Regions from separate parts of the Mus musculus genome. Here region 1 is linked to region 2. The links are chromatin contacts, called in public promoter capture Hi-C maps. All regions are on one chromosome and are shown on one strand. The core of a region is the stretch at or near the end of the contact, and the rest is flanking DNA. Distances in the headings are between cores, read along the strand shown. Region 1 has its middle 25 kb from the start of Foxj2. Region 2 has its middle 6.1 kb from the start of Mfap5.

Region 1 (5,914 bases), core at 1,287-3,786, 290 kb before region 2:
TAATTAGATAGAATGAATAACTAAATAACTAATGACCAATTGCAATTTACAGGAAGCTGTGCCTTGAAGAGAAATTTGAAGAAGGATCAAGTCTTGCTACAATAGAGAGATGGAGAGCAGCAAACATAATGTGAGTATTAAGATTAATGTCAGACTGGTATCAAATTGTTGTGCTACTGTTGATAATCTCCATATTTACCACCTTCGTGAACGCCTTTTGTCTTGATAATTAAAAACATATAAATGATGACAGGAGAGCCCATCACTGCTTCAGTCAACAGGCTTAACATGTTCCCACATTTTTTTTGAGATTTTGGGGGTCAAGGTCTCTCTATGTAGCCATGGCTAGCCTAGAACTTCCCTATATAGACCAGGCTGGCCTCCAACCCACAACTGCCTCTGCCTCTCAGATGCTGGGATTAACGGTGTATGCCAGCATCTCCAGCCTTTCTTCCTTCCTTCCTTCCTTTCTTTCTTTCTTTCTTTCTTTCTTTCTTTCTTTCTGTCTGTCTGTCTGTCTGTCTATCTAAGGCAGAGTCTTGGGTGTCCAAGATACGCCCCAAAGTTTCTATGCAGTCAAGATTGACCTTGAACTTTTTCTGGTCCTCCAGCCTCCACATCCAGGCCTAGGCCACTAGGCCTGCTTATAGGAAGGAGTGCTAGCAGCTGAACACAGGGCTTCTTAATACTGGGCAATCACCCCACCATTACATTTGCCATTCACAGTGTTTTTACTTTTAAAAATTACATTATTGTGTGTGTTCGTGTGTGTACACACCCATGTTTGGGTACCAAGGTGCCTGGGCAGAGGCTGGAGGAGGAGTCATCTGGTGTAGTGGCAGGTCCCTCTACCTTCTGAGCCACTTTGCTGGCCCACTTCGTAGTTTCAGTGTGCGTTATTCAAAGTAACAAGAATGATAAAATACTCGAGCTCAGCACTGTAACAGCATCTGTAACTCTTGTTAAGGGTTGCACACTGTGTTTATGAGGAAATCTTGAACAGAACCATGGTGCCATAGATATGAAAAGCAGTGGAGAATCTATGAATTATGAATGCGTACAACCACCACCATTCTTTCAGGAGCCTCTCTGGTGTGCAACTTAGGCATGTTACTTGCAAAGCACCGTGATAAAATGTCCACGGAAGGTAATACGTGAGGCTCAGCCTTTTGGAATGGGTTAGGGGAGGGCAGACACCCTCTGATGGTTGGTGCATGTTACCTAAAGGCAGGGAACACATGGTTATTTCTGGGAAGGACTTTGCATAAAGCTGTTCTCTGGGAATTTGCTGGTATGTTTGTTTGTTTGTTTGTTTGTAGACAGGGTTTTCTCCTTAGCCCTGGCTGTCCTGGAGTTCACTCTGTAAACCAGGCTGGCCTCAAACTCGCAGAGATCCCCATGCCTCTGCCTCCTGAGTGCTGGCATTGAAGCCTTGTGGCACTCTACTGAGCATTTTTTTCCCCTTGTATCTTGTTTTGACTTTAATGGTTGGCCTTAGAGAAACATTGTCTCCTTTGGCGTGCTTTTCAAACTGAGAAAATCAGTCAGCCATTCTTTTTGTATCATTGCTAGCATATACTATTTGTAATATATGTATTTCCATAGGTGTATGTACTGTTCTTAAATCATTTGGTAATATTCCCTCCTCCCCTTATCCTTTGTCTTTCTCTGTCCCTCCAAGTCTCCCTTTTATTTTTATATCATTTTTTATATCATATTTTGGTTCTTCACACATTTGCATGTTGTCCTTGCATAGGGGCCAATCTCAGTCACATAAGTACATAAACTACAGAAGTGAGATAAGTGATCTTTTTTTTCCTACTATGCCTCTATTAAATATATTGTATGACTTTTCTTAGGTAGACATGGACACCTATTTATTCACCCCAGGTAGGGTACTGATGACAGACCAAAGAATTGATTCAATCTGATCCAACTGTAACTTAACCAGAATATGGATAGGGAATGACTTATCTGCCTACGGGTGACTCAAAGGCAGCAGCTTCGTCATCAAAAGAAGCTCATAGGGGTGGGTGAGATTCATCGTTGGAGTTCCCTCCACAACTTGCAGGCAGGTCCCTCACTCAGCTCACCACCCTCTACCCTCACCCCAACCCCTGCCAGCAGTTGCTTAACCTACCTCAGGGAGCTTCCTTGGCCTCCTCTTGGCAAGCTTGCAGCCCCCTCTCTCCTTCCAGAAAGGAATGCCTCAAGCTGGAAGAAACAGCTGCGCTGCACAGAGCCAGGGGAATTTACCCTACAGCGAGTGCTCCTGGATGATCAGACAGGGCTCACTTACAGGATTTGAGAGGCAGAAACTAAATCTAGTCACAGAAACTGAGAAGCCAAGGGCTGGAGGAAAAATCAGTGCCTGGAATTTATGATACAAACAGTACATCAATTCCCCTGGCGAGAGAAACCGGGTTTGTCTGTGCCAGTGAGATCCAGAAGAGCTGGCAGGGCACAGGGTGATGATTAAGTCTGGGTTCTACAGCAAGTTGGCATTGGTGCCAGGGGGAGGAGTGCTTTGTTTACTGGTCAGGCAGTGCCACAGAAAAGAGTGGGTGTTCAATGACCACTAGCTGTACTAGGGCAGACAGGCCAGGAAGGCAGTGCCATGAACTTTCCGAATGAGTTCCCTTTTTAACGTGTTTGTTTTCTTCACCAACCAAAAGCATGGCTGCTCTGGACCCTGCCCACCCCAACTCCCCACCCAGCTCTCCCTACTGCAGATCATGGGCATGGCTCAACCTCACCCTGTTTATTGAATAGCTGAGCCTTACTATTTGAGACAAGGGGTTACTCTGTTTTCCATTTCAAAAATTGTAGGTTACCATGGGTAACAAGCAAGTCCAAGGCTAGCTTATGCTACCTGGTCTCAGAAAGATAAAGAAAGCATATGCTACGCTTTCTTATTTGTAGGCTTCTTGACTATACCACCCTTATTATATAAGGGTATCATACATCATTTATGTTTGTTTATGACAGGATATTATATAGCTCAGGTTGGCCTCAAATTTCTATCTTCCTGCCTCAGTCCACAATGTTGAGATGACTAGTATGTGCCACCGTGTCCTCCCAATTCTTGGGGGGGTTTTGTTTTTGTTTTTCAGCCTCTTCTTTTTTTAAGATTGATTGATTGATTTCATGTATGTGAGTACACTGTCACTGTCTTCAGACACACCAGAGGAGGACACCAGCTCCCCAATACAGATGTTTGTGTCTTCAGACACACCAGAAGAGGACACCTGCTCCCCATTACAGATGTTTGTGAGCCACCATGTGGTTGCTGGAAATTGAACTCAGGACCTCTGGAAGAGCGGTCAGTGCTCTTAACAGCTGAGCCATCTCTCCAGCCCCTAATTCTTGTTTTATTCTAAAGGAAGTACATATCTATTAAGTTTATAGCAATATAGATGTAAACAAAAAAAGTCCTCTAAAATTTGGTAAAAATTAAGTTTTATTGGTGATATTGCTAGTAATTAAAAACAGGTTTAGTAACAGGCATCTTTATCAGATGAGCTGTAGTGAGTATTTAGGAATTTTGGTGTCTTTGAAAAACACAGAAATAGGGGCTGGAGAGATGGTGCAGAGGTTAAGAGTACGACTCTTCCAGAGGTCCTGAGTTCAATTCCCAGCGAACACATGGTGGCTCACAACCATCTGTAATGAGATCTAGTGCCCTCTTCTGGTACACCAGTATACATGCAGGGAGAACACTGTATTTGTAAATAAATACATTTTTTTTAAAAAAGAAAAGAAGGGAGGGATGGAGGGAGGGAGGGAGGAGGAAGGAAGGAAGGAAGGAAGGAAGGAAGGAAGGAAGGAAGGAAGGAAGGAAGGAAGGGAGAGAAATATTATGAGTATGTATTCACTTTGATCCCAGGTATGGGACATGGGGCTGCTTCAGGTTGTTCACAGCGGCTGAATGTGATTTGCCCAGTCCTCTAGCAGGGGTGTGATTTTGCCAGAGGCAAACACTTTCTTCAGTTATGTGACATTTGGAATTCTCGGGACTTTTCAGAAGGTATATAGATGCTAGGACCCAAAGACAGTGGGGAGTTGGTTGTTGAGTTGGTAGTTAGGGTGGGTTATTGATTGGTGGTTAGTTGCTGTTTGTTGTTGTTGATTGAGGTTTATTACATAGTGGTGCACAAAGAGGAAACAATAAAAAAATTAGATATCCTGACAGTGAAGATCAAACTTGCCCCAAGAAACTCAACAGTCCTAATCAGCAGGAAATAATCTAATAATAAAGTCACCCCCTTTCCTTTCTCTCCTTTTTTTTTTTCTCTTCTATCTAAAGTTAGGGGTTGAAAGGGTGGAGAAGGGTGAAAGAAAGAAGAACCCACAGAGTAGCTAATGCTGGTGACACGGTTATCTCACTTGCCCTGGTTTTACTTTTGACAAGACCATTTTAACAATGCCCAATACTAGTTGAAATCATGTCCAATATCATCCTAGCATAAAGGGCAAAAACTCAAGAGTTCAAGATGAATCAAGAGAAAAGGGAGGGACTATGTCCCGGCGGGAGCGGGCAGAGTCGGTGAATGTATGTCCGTTGCTCCGGATATGGCTTCGGCGGGGGGGGGGGGGGGGGGGGGGGCGGCACCGCTAGTGGCAAGTCAACAGTGTGTGAGAAGATCATGGAGCTGCTGGGACAGAACGAAGTGGACCGCCGGCAGCGCAAGTTGGTCATCCTGAGCCAGGATTGCTTCTACAAGGTTCTGACGGCCGAGCAGAAGGCCAAGGCTTTGAAGGGACAGTACAATTTTGACCACCCAGATGCTTTTGATAATGATCTGATGCACAAGACCCTGAAAAACATTGTTGAAGGCAAAACTGTCGAGGTCCCTACCTATGATTTTGTGACCCACTCAAGGTTACCAGAGACCACTGTGGTCTACCCAGCTGATGTGGTTCTGTTCGAGGGCATCTTGGTATTCTACACCCGGGAGATCCGGGACATGTTCCACCTGCGCCTCTTTGTGGACACAGACTCTGATGTTAGGCTGTCTCGAAGAGTTCTCCGGGATGTGCAACGAGGAAGGGACCTGGAACAGATCCTGACTCAGTATACCGCCTTTGTGAAACCAGCCTTTGAGGAGTTCTGCCTGCCGACTAAGAAGTACGCTGACGTGATCATCCCTCGAGGAGTTGATAATATGGTGGCCATCAACCTGATCGTGCAACACATCCAGGACATCCTCAACGGGGACCTGTGCAAGCAGCACCGAGGCGGGCCCAACGGGCGCAACCACAAGAGGACCTTCCCCGAGCCAGGAGATCACCCTGGGGTGTTGGCCACTGGCAAGCGCTCACACCTGGAGTCTAGCAGCAGACCCCATTGAGGACCAGCATATGTAGGTTCCCCACAGACCCAGGATTAAGGGCCTGGGGATGACCACTGGCTCCTAAAAGCACAGTCAGGGATCCCTCTCAGTGAGTGGGACCTAGGGTGGCATCAGGACCAAAGCCTTCCTTGCACGGAGAGCAGACTCATGCTGACAGAGCATTCTGGGGTCCTCCCATTCCTCTCATTGGAAGAGGCCACAGGTCTCTGGGTCACTGTCCCAAACAGCATAGTAAGCCCATGGTACCAGCTTCCCCAGGGGATGCGGGACACAAATCATGGTGCAACAGGAAACAGCCCGGGCACTGGCTGGTCTGGTGTTGACAGTGAGCCCAAGGGAAGTGCTTCCCCGTATGGTGTGGCTTGTGTCCATGTTGCAGAAGTAAAGTTTGCAGAGATGTTAGATCCCTTGTTTGTTTTGTGGCAGGCTGTTTGTGAGCTCTGAACCTAGTTTTACAACCTACTACTGGGCTATGGTCCAGTTTAAGGAGCCTGAGGCAGGGACCCTAAGGACTACCCACATGACTCTATCTGGGGGCCTGGATCTTGGGTAGATGGGAG
Region 2 (6,467 bases), core at 834-3,333:
GGAGGAGCTCCACTAGAGAAGGTGGCAGCTAATCTTATCTTTGGTTTTGTGGTTTTTTGATATTGTTGTTTGTTTTGAGACAGGGTCTCACTATAGTAACTCTGCTAGCCTGAAACTCCATACGTAGACTAGGCTGACCTCGAACTCACAGAAATCTGCCTCTGGTTTTGTTTATACTGGTGTTATGAATCTTGGGTTTTGGAATATCAATGACAAAGTGTCACAGGAAGCCTTCCAAAACTGAGAAGCAAGGTTACTCACTTGTCTTGACTTATTTCTGTCTATTCCCACCACCACCACCCCCTCAGATCATGTAATAGGCAGACATCATTCTGTCTGATCTGGTCATTTGAATGGACTTTTATTTGCCTTTTCTGCTGGCCAGTTTTATGTCAGCTTAATATATGAATGAGTGAGTCATTTGGGAAAGGGGACTCTCAACTGAGAAAATACCCCTGTAAGATCCACCACTAGGCAAGTCTATGTAGTGCGTTTTCTTAGTGGAAGGGTCCAGCCTATTGAAGATAGTGCCACCGCTGGGCTGGTGATCCTGGGTGCTATAAGAAAGCAGATTGAGTAAGCCAGTAAGCAGCACTCCTCTATGGCTTCTGCATCAGCTCTTGTCTTGACGTTCCGGCCTTGCCTGAGTAGCTGCCCTGTCTCCTTCAGTGATGAACTTTTTATTATCTGAAGTGTAGCCTGGAATAAACCGTTTCTTCTCCCAGTTGCCTTTGGCTACTGTGTTTCATCGGGGCAATAGAAACCTTGTCTAAAACACTCCTGTCATCAAGAAAGTTCTTAAGCACACCAATTATGGATAAACTTGACATACTGGCAGGTTTTGTGTGTCAACTTGAAACAATCAAGAGTCATTAAAGAGAAAGGAGCCTCAGTTGAAGAAATGCTTTCATGAGATCTAGCTGAAGGGCACTTTCTCAATTAGTGTGATTGATGGGGGAGAGTCCATGTAGTCTCCCCTCCCGCCAGCCTTAATGGTTCCACTGTTTACACCTGGATGGAGCTTGCTGCTCAATTGTTCTGCCACACCCACTGCTAGAACCTGCTGCTTTGCTGTTCGGAGCCATACACGTGGTCACCCTGCTACTGGTCCCCAGGACTATTTGGCAGGAATCGGCTCCCCCCTTCCCCTCCTTCATAACTGCGTGTTGATATAGTAAAATTGAGCTTTGATCAGAGTTGGTTTTGACTTGGCTCCGTTCTTTCTTCTGTCTGTTTAGTTCCTCTCTTTCAGCCCGAGCTGCCATCTCAGTTGAACCATTCCTCTCGAGCTGCTGGTTGGCCCGCAACAAGTCCAGCCTATTGTGGGTGATGCCACCCCTGGGTTGGTGGCCCTGGATTCTATAAGAAAGCTGGCTGAGCAAGCCATGGGAAGCAAGCCAGTAAGCAGCACCCCTCCATGGCCTCTGTATCAGCTCATACCTCCAGGTTCCAGCCCCGATTGAATTCCTGTCCTGACTTCCTCCAATGATGGATTATGATCTGGAAATCCTAGCCAAATAAACACTTTTCTCCCCAACTTGCTTTTTGGTCATGGTGTGCCATTACAGAAGTAGTAACCCTGCTATAATGTCACTGACAGTCCTCTGTGTGCACATTATGACTTCTTTGATGAGCTAGTGAGAGGGGAGTGCAGAGACAGCCTAGGAGGGAAGAAGGAATAAATGTGAAAGGGAGGGGAGGAGATGGGTGGGTCAGCCTAGTAGGGAGGAAGGGAAACAACCAAAATAATCAGGAGAAAATGCTGACACACTCCATAAGCCCCCTCATACTCCCTAGAGAGTTAAGAAACCACCCAGATTTAGTGCCTCCAGCAAACCTGCCTATTAGACCCAGTTCTTGCTGGTGGCCCTGTCTGGAGTTCCTTTTCGCTACTCCATACATGGCAGAGGCTGGACAACAGAAGTGATTCTGGTCTGGGGAAAGTCAGGAAGGAAGAGGTGTGGATGAGGAAGAAATGGGAGTAGATGCAAAACAGATCTAAGGCGTTGCGCAGAGCCCAGTGAACAATCCTGTTTCCCCTCAGACAGATGAGAAAACTGAACCCAAGCCAATCATCTGGCGGAGCCGGCGATGACCTCAGTATGCTGGCCTACCCAGAGGCAACAGTTGAGGAGAGCCTCCCCAGACTGTAGGAGGGGGTGCCGTCCCCAGGTCCCTGAAGGAAGTCTGAGGCGGGGGCAGTGAAAACAAGAACAAAATGTTCAGAACAAGGCTGTGAGAGAGGGCTCCCAAAGAGGAGTGAGCACCTTAGGAGATAGGAGAGGTGGGCAAGGGAGAAAGAAGATCTGAAAGCACCATATGCTGTTTGGCTGAATAGACATCTGGGGATCTAGTTTGTGGGCTGGTGAGAGGATAAGGCACGAAGGGCATGTGCTGCCATGTCTGAAGACCTCAGGTAGATCCTAGGACCCAGATCCTGAAAGCACACGAACAACTCCTGAAAGTTGTTCTCTCCCATATATGCACACACTTCTGTGCTCCTGTATATACATGCACTCGAACACACCTACACACACACACACACACACCTACACACACACACCTACACACACACACACACACACACACACACACACACACATTAAAAAAACCAATTTTTGGGGCTGGTGAGATGGCTCAGTGGGTAAGAGCACCAACTGCTCTTCCAAAGGTCCTGAGTTTAAATCCCAGCAACCACATGGTGGCTTACAACAACCATCCGTAATGAGATCTGACGCCCTCTTCTGGAGTATCTGAAGACAGCTACAGTGTACACACATATAATAAATAAAGAAACAAATCTTTAAAAAAACCTTTTTTTGAGTCATGGTCTCTCATCATTATGTTGACCTGGGTGTCCTGGGACCATATTGAAGTCCATGTTGGCCTCAAGCCCACCAAGGTCCACCTGCCTCTGCCTGCAGAGTTCTAGGTCCTGGGCCACCATACCCAATTCTAAGGGTTGTTTGTTTGTCTGTTTTTTGTTTTTTGTTTTTTGTTTTTTTGAGACAGGATTTCTCTGTGTAGCCCTGGCTGTCCTGGAACTCACTCTGTAGACCAGACTGTCCTTGAACTCAGAAATCCGCCTGCCTCTGCCTCCCAAGTGCTGAGACTGAAGGCATGGGCCACCACTGCCTGACTCTAAGGCATTTTTTAGTCCATTTTGTCTTGAGCCTTTGATCCCAGCACTGATGAAGTGATGCAGGTGGATTTTGGAGGGTTTGGGGACATTGTGGGTGGTCTACATGTTTAGGGAGTCCCAGGCAAGGCTAATCAGCATTATATATAGTGTGACCCTATCTTAACAACAAAACAAACAAATATCCAAACAAATATCCAGTTTATGCCTGTACTCCATAACAGAACTCTGTCTCAGTTAAAAAAAAAAAAACCAAAAAAAAAAAAAAAACAAAATTACTAAAAATACAAAAATCCAGTTTTAAGCTAGTTTCATTACTTTCTGGTAACCCCCTTTCTTCTTTCTTCCTGGTTACCCCTCTTTTTCATTTGTTTTCAAGGCCCAAGGTTTTATCTCCAGGTTTGGGAGCGTCAAGTTCGTTGTTTTATTATACTACCAATGTGTCGTTTGGTTACTTCAAGTCAGTTGCTATGAGTTTTTTGTTTGTTTATTTCAATGTTTTTTGTTGTTACTTTTTAAAAAATTTGCATGTATGGGTGTTTTGTTTGTGTGTTAGCCTGTGTACCTGGTGTGTACCTAGTACCTGGCAAGGCCAGAAAAGGGTTTCATAGTCTGTTGAACTGGGGTTACAGACGGTTGTGAGCCACCGTGTGGGTGCTGGGAATTGAATCCAGGACCTTAGTTAACCACTGAATCATTTCTCGGGCCCCTTCAGAAACTTTTAAAAATTTTATCTATTTATTATATATGAGTACACTGTAGCTGTCTTCAAACACTCCATAAGAGGGCGTCAGATCTCATTACAGATGGTTGTGAGCCACCATGAGGTTGCTGGAATTTGAACTCAGGACCTTCGGAGGAGCAGTCAGTGCTCTTAACCACTGAGCCATCTCTCCAGCCCCCCCACCCCTTTTTTAAGGATAATTTTGCCTCTCCTTTTTCAGAGCTCAGGACTGAATCCTCGTTAGGCACGGAATCTACCAGTGAGCTAAATCCCCATCCCTTGGTTATCTAAAGTCAGAATTAGCAGCAATGACCAGCAATGAGTGAATGGTATCTAGGGAGTGTGTGTGTCCCAAGTGAGCATCATGTGTGTGACTGTGCATCATGTGTGTGTGAGTGCAAGTATGCTGTGACACAGAGTGTGTCTCCTTCTAGTCTATTCCAGGGATCGATATCAGATCATGTGGCTCCTACCCACTGAGTCATCTCACTGTGGCATGTCTCTTTGTCATCTTAAAATTCCATATTCCTAACGAGATATAGCCAACTGGAAGCCATGGTGAGCCAGAAGAATCACAATGAATTTAAAGTTAGTCTGGGCTACAACAGAGAAATCCCCATTATATTAGAGACGTGACTCTGCATCTGGTCGTAGGCTTCCCAGTAGCATTTATGGTAGTGAGCAGAAGGGGGCACTAGGATTTCCTAAGCGTTCGGGGTTTCTGGGAGTGGGAAGCAGGGGAGCTATCTTTGATTTCCTTCTTAGACGATTAAACCACAGGTTTCTGGTAATAAACTACCAGGGTTTGGAGATGTGCATCTCATCCCAGATGTGTACCTGTGCATCTGGACCTCATACATGTGTGTGATGGGTAATCCTCACACACAGACCCACCGGAAACCCTCCCTGCCCAGAAACAGAATCAACTCCAGTAACCTGTACTGCAGTCTTGCTTGGTGACTTAGAAGCCTGGTTCACCTTGACGAGGCTGCTTCTCTGGGGCAACCATCGTCTTCTTGCACCTGGAAATCTGAACAGATTGCTGGTGTGAGGTTACAACAGGAATAAGCTTTTTGTTGTTGTTGTCTCTTTTGAGACTAATTTTATTGCTGAGCCCAGGTTAGCCTGGCACTCAGGACCCTCCTGCCTCAGCTTTCCAAGTGCTAGAATTACTGTCACATGCCACCACACCCCATGTAAGCCTAGACTGCTCTGAGGTTCTCTCTGGCCCTGGGGAAGAAATCTTTGGACATCAGATCATCCTTCCATCCCACACTGGCTGGCTCTCTGTCTGGGAAAGAACATTTTCCAGTAAAACGAACCCTCCATTGGATGGACTGGCCAATGTAACTATGGCTTAATAGAGGCAACGTCTATTTGAGTCACTCAGGAAATGTTTCATTTAAAGAGAGTACCACTGAGGATGGGTGAAACGCAAAGAGAGAAAAAGGAGGCAGAGATGGGAGTTGGCCCGAAAGCTGGCTTTATTCCTTTGTTTATTGGCCTATAAAGAATACACCCATTAGCAGAGGGTCACTGGGCAAATGTACAGAAACATTACTACAGTCCGATCCAGTGAAATTAAATCCAGGGGCTAAATACACACAAAAAAATTCCCTTAAAAGGCAGGGAAAGACAGACAAATTATACGAGGCGGGGTAGAGGGGAAGGAGGGGGAGTGGTGTGTGTCCAGCCATGAAGTAAGAGTCCAATGTAAGGTTAGAATTAGGTGCCAGCACACATATGTCCTCAGAAAACCTGGGTTACAGATTTTTTTTGTCCATCAAAGCTTAGCCTAGGCTGTCCCATCCCCCAAAACCATTTCTGGTCCCCTCTGTGTTTCTACCCAGCTAACTTTGTTTATTTATAAAACCTCCTCCTTTTCATTAAATTCTTTCCCTTATCTCGAATCTCCATTAGGTTGAGAGTCCCTGGATGGCAACCTTACTCATTCCTGGCTGACATAATAGCTGGCACCTGAGGGCTCGAGCCCTGACTGAATTAAACTGAGCTGGAGGCTTGCAATGCTTACTTCAAATACTCAAAGTCTTAGGCAAATGCAGAGGGTAGAGGTTAATGTCTCAGGGAAGCAGTGATTTGAGACGATGTGGGGAGATCACAAGTGGAATAAGTAGCTAATGTGTGAAGTGGTAAGAAGCCAACAGACCAAAAGGAGTGGAGAGGTTAGGCAACTGCTATATTAGAAGCAAAGGAATTTTGTCAGTGAGGTTGCAGAATCATTTCGTGTAAGACATACAATTTAGCTAGATAAGATAATGATCGCTTAGAATCCTAGCACTCGGGACAATGAAACAAGAGGATCACTAGGTTCTAGGCCACTCAGATCCAGTCTCAAAGAAAGCAACATAAAACTGATCAACCCACCAACTCCCAAACTCTCAACAATATGAAAAACTGTAAGCAGTTCTGATAAAGCTGGCAATATACCACATAGAAGACGTTAGTTATGGAGATTCCCTTAGGAAAGCGAGACCTCCAGAGGCTGGAGCCGTGAAGAGGGCTGGCTGGGCTTCTGAAGGAGCCAGGCTCAGCTCCCAGCACACAGTGTCATTGGGAGTTCTGGAATTTAAGCTCAGACATACC

The links. Capture Hi-C pulls out chosen DNA fragments and counts their contacts.
Region 1: a promoter capture Hi-C map of adipose tissue shows a contact between it and region 2. The contact joins two enhancer-like sites. A contact is called at or near these places in 1 of 39 promoter capture datasets (pre-B cells), 9 of 484 Hi-C or Micro-C datasets (the Ba/F3 cell line, the C2C12 cell line, bone marrow-derived macrophages and 4 more), 2 of 115 datasets of contacts at active chromatin or transcription factors (bone marrow-derived dendritic cells and embryonic stem cells) and 2 of 9 other capture datasets (adipose tissue and embryonic stem cells).

What each region holds. Positions count from the first base shown.
Region 1 is chr6:122,792,018-122,797,931 of GRCm38.p6, reverse strand. It overlaps a transcript of Slc2a3 not described here and the pseudogene Gm4482. Among named protein-coding and RNA genes, the nearest start is that of Foxj2, 25 kb to the left of the region's middle. Within about 2 kb of position 2,536, at least 60 of the 459 cell types and tissues checked have an H3K27ac peak or open chromatin away from gene starts, as enhancers often do. A contact at or near this core is called in adipose tissue, where this site is marked.
Region 2 is chr6:122,504,272-122,510,738 of GRCm38.p6, reverse strand. No RefSeq gene overlaps it. Among named protein-coding and RNA genes, the nearest start is that of Mfap5, 6.1 kb to the left of the region's middle. Within about 2 kb of position 2,083, at least 22 of the 459 cell types and tissues checked have an H3K27ac peak or open chromatin away from gene starts, as enhancers often do. A contact at or near this core is called in adipose tissue, where this site is marked.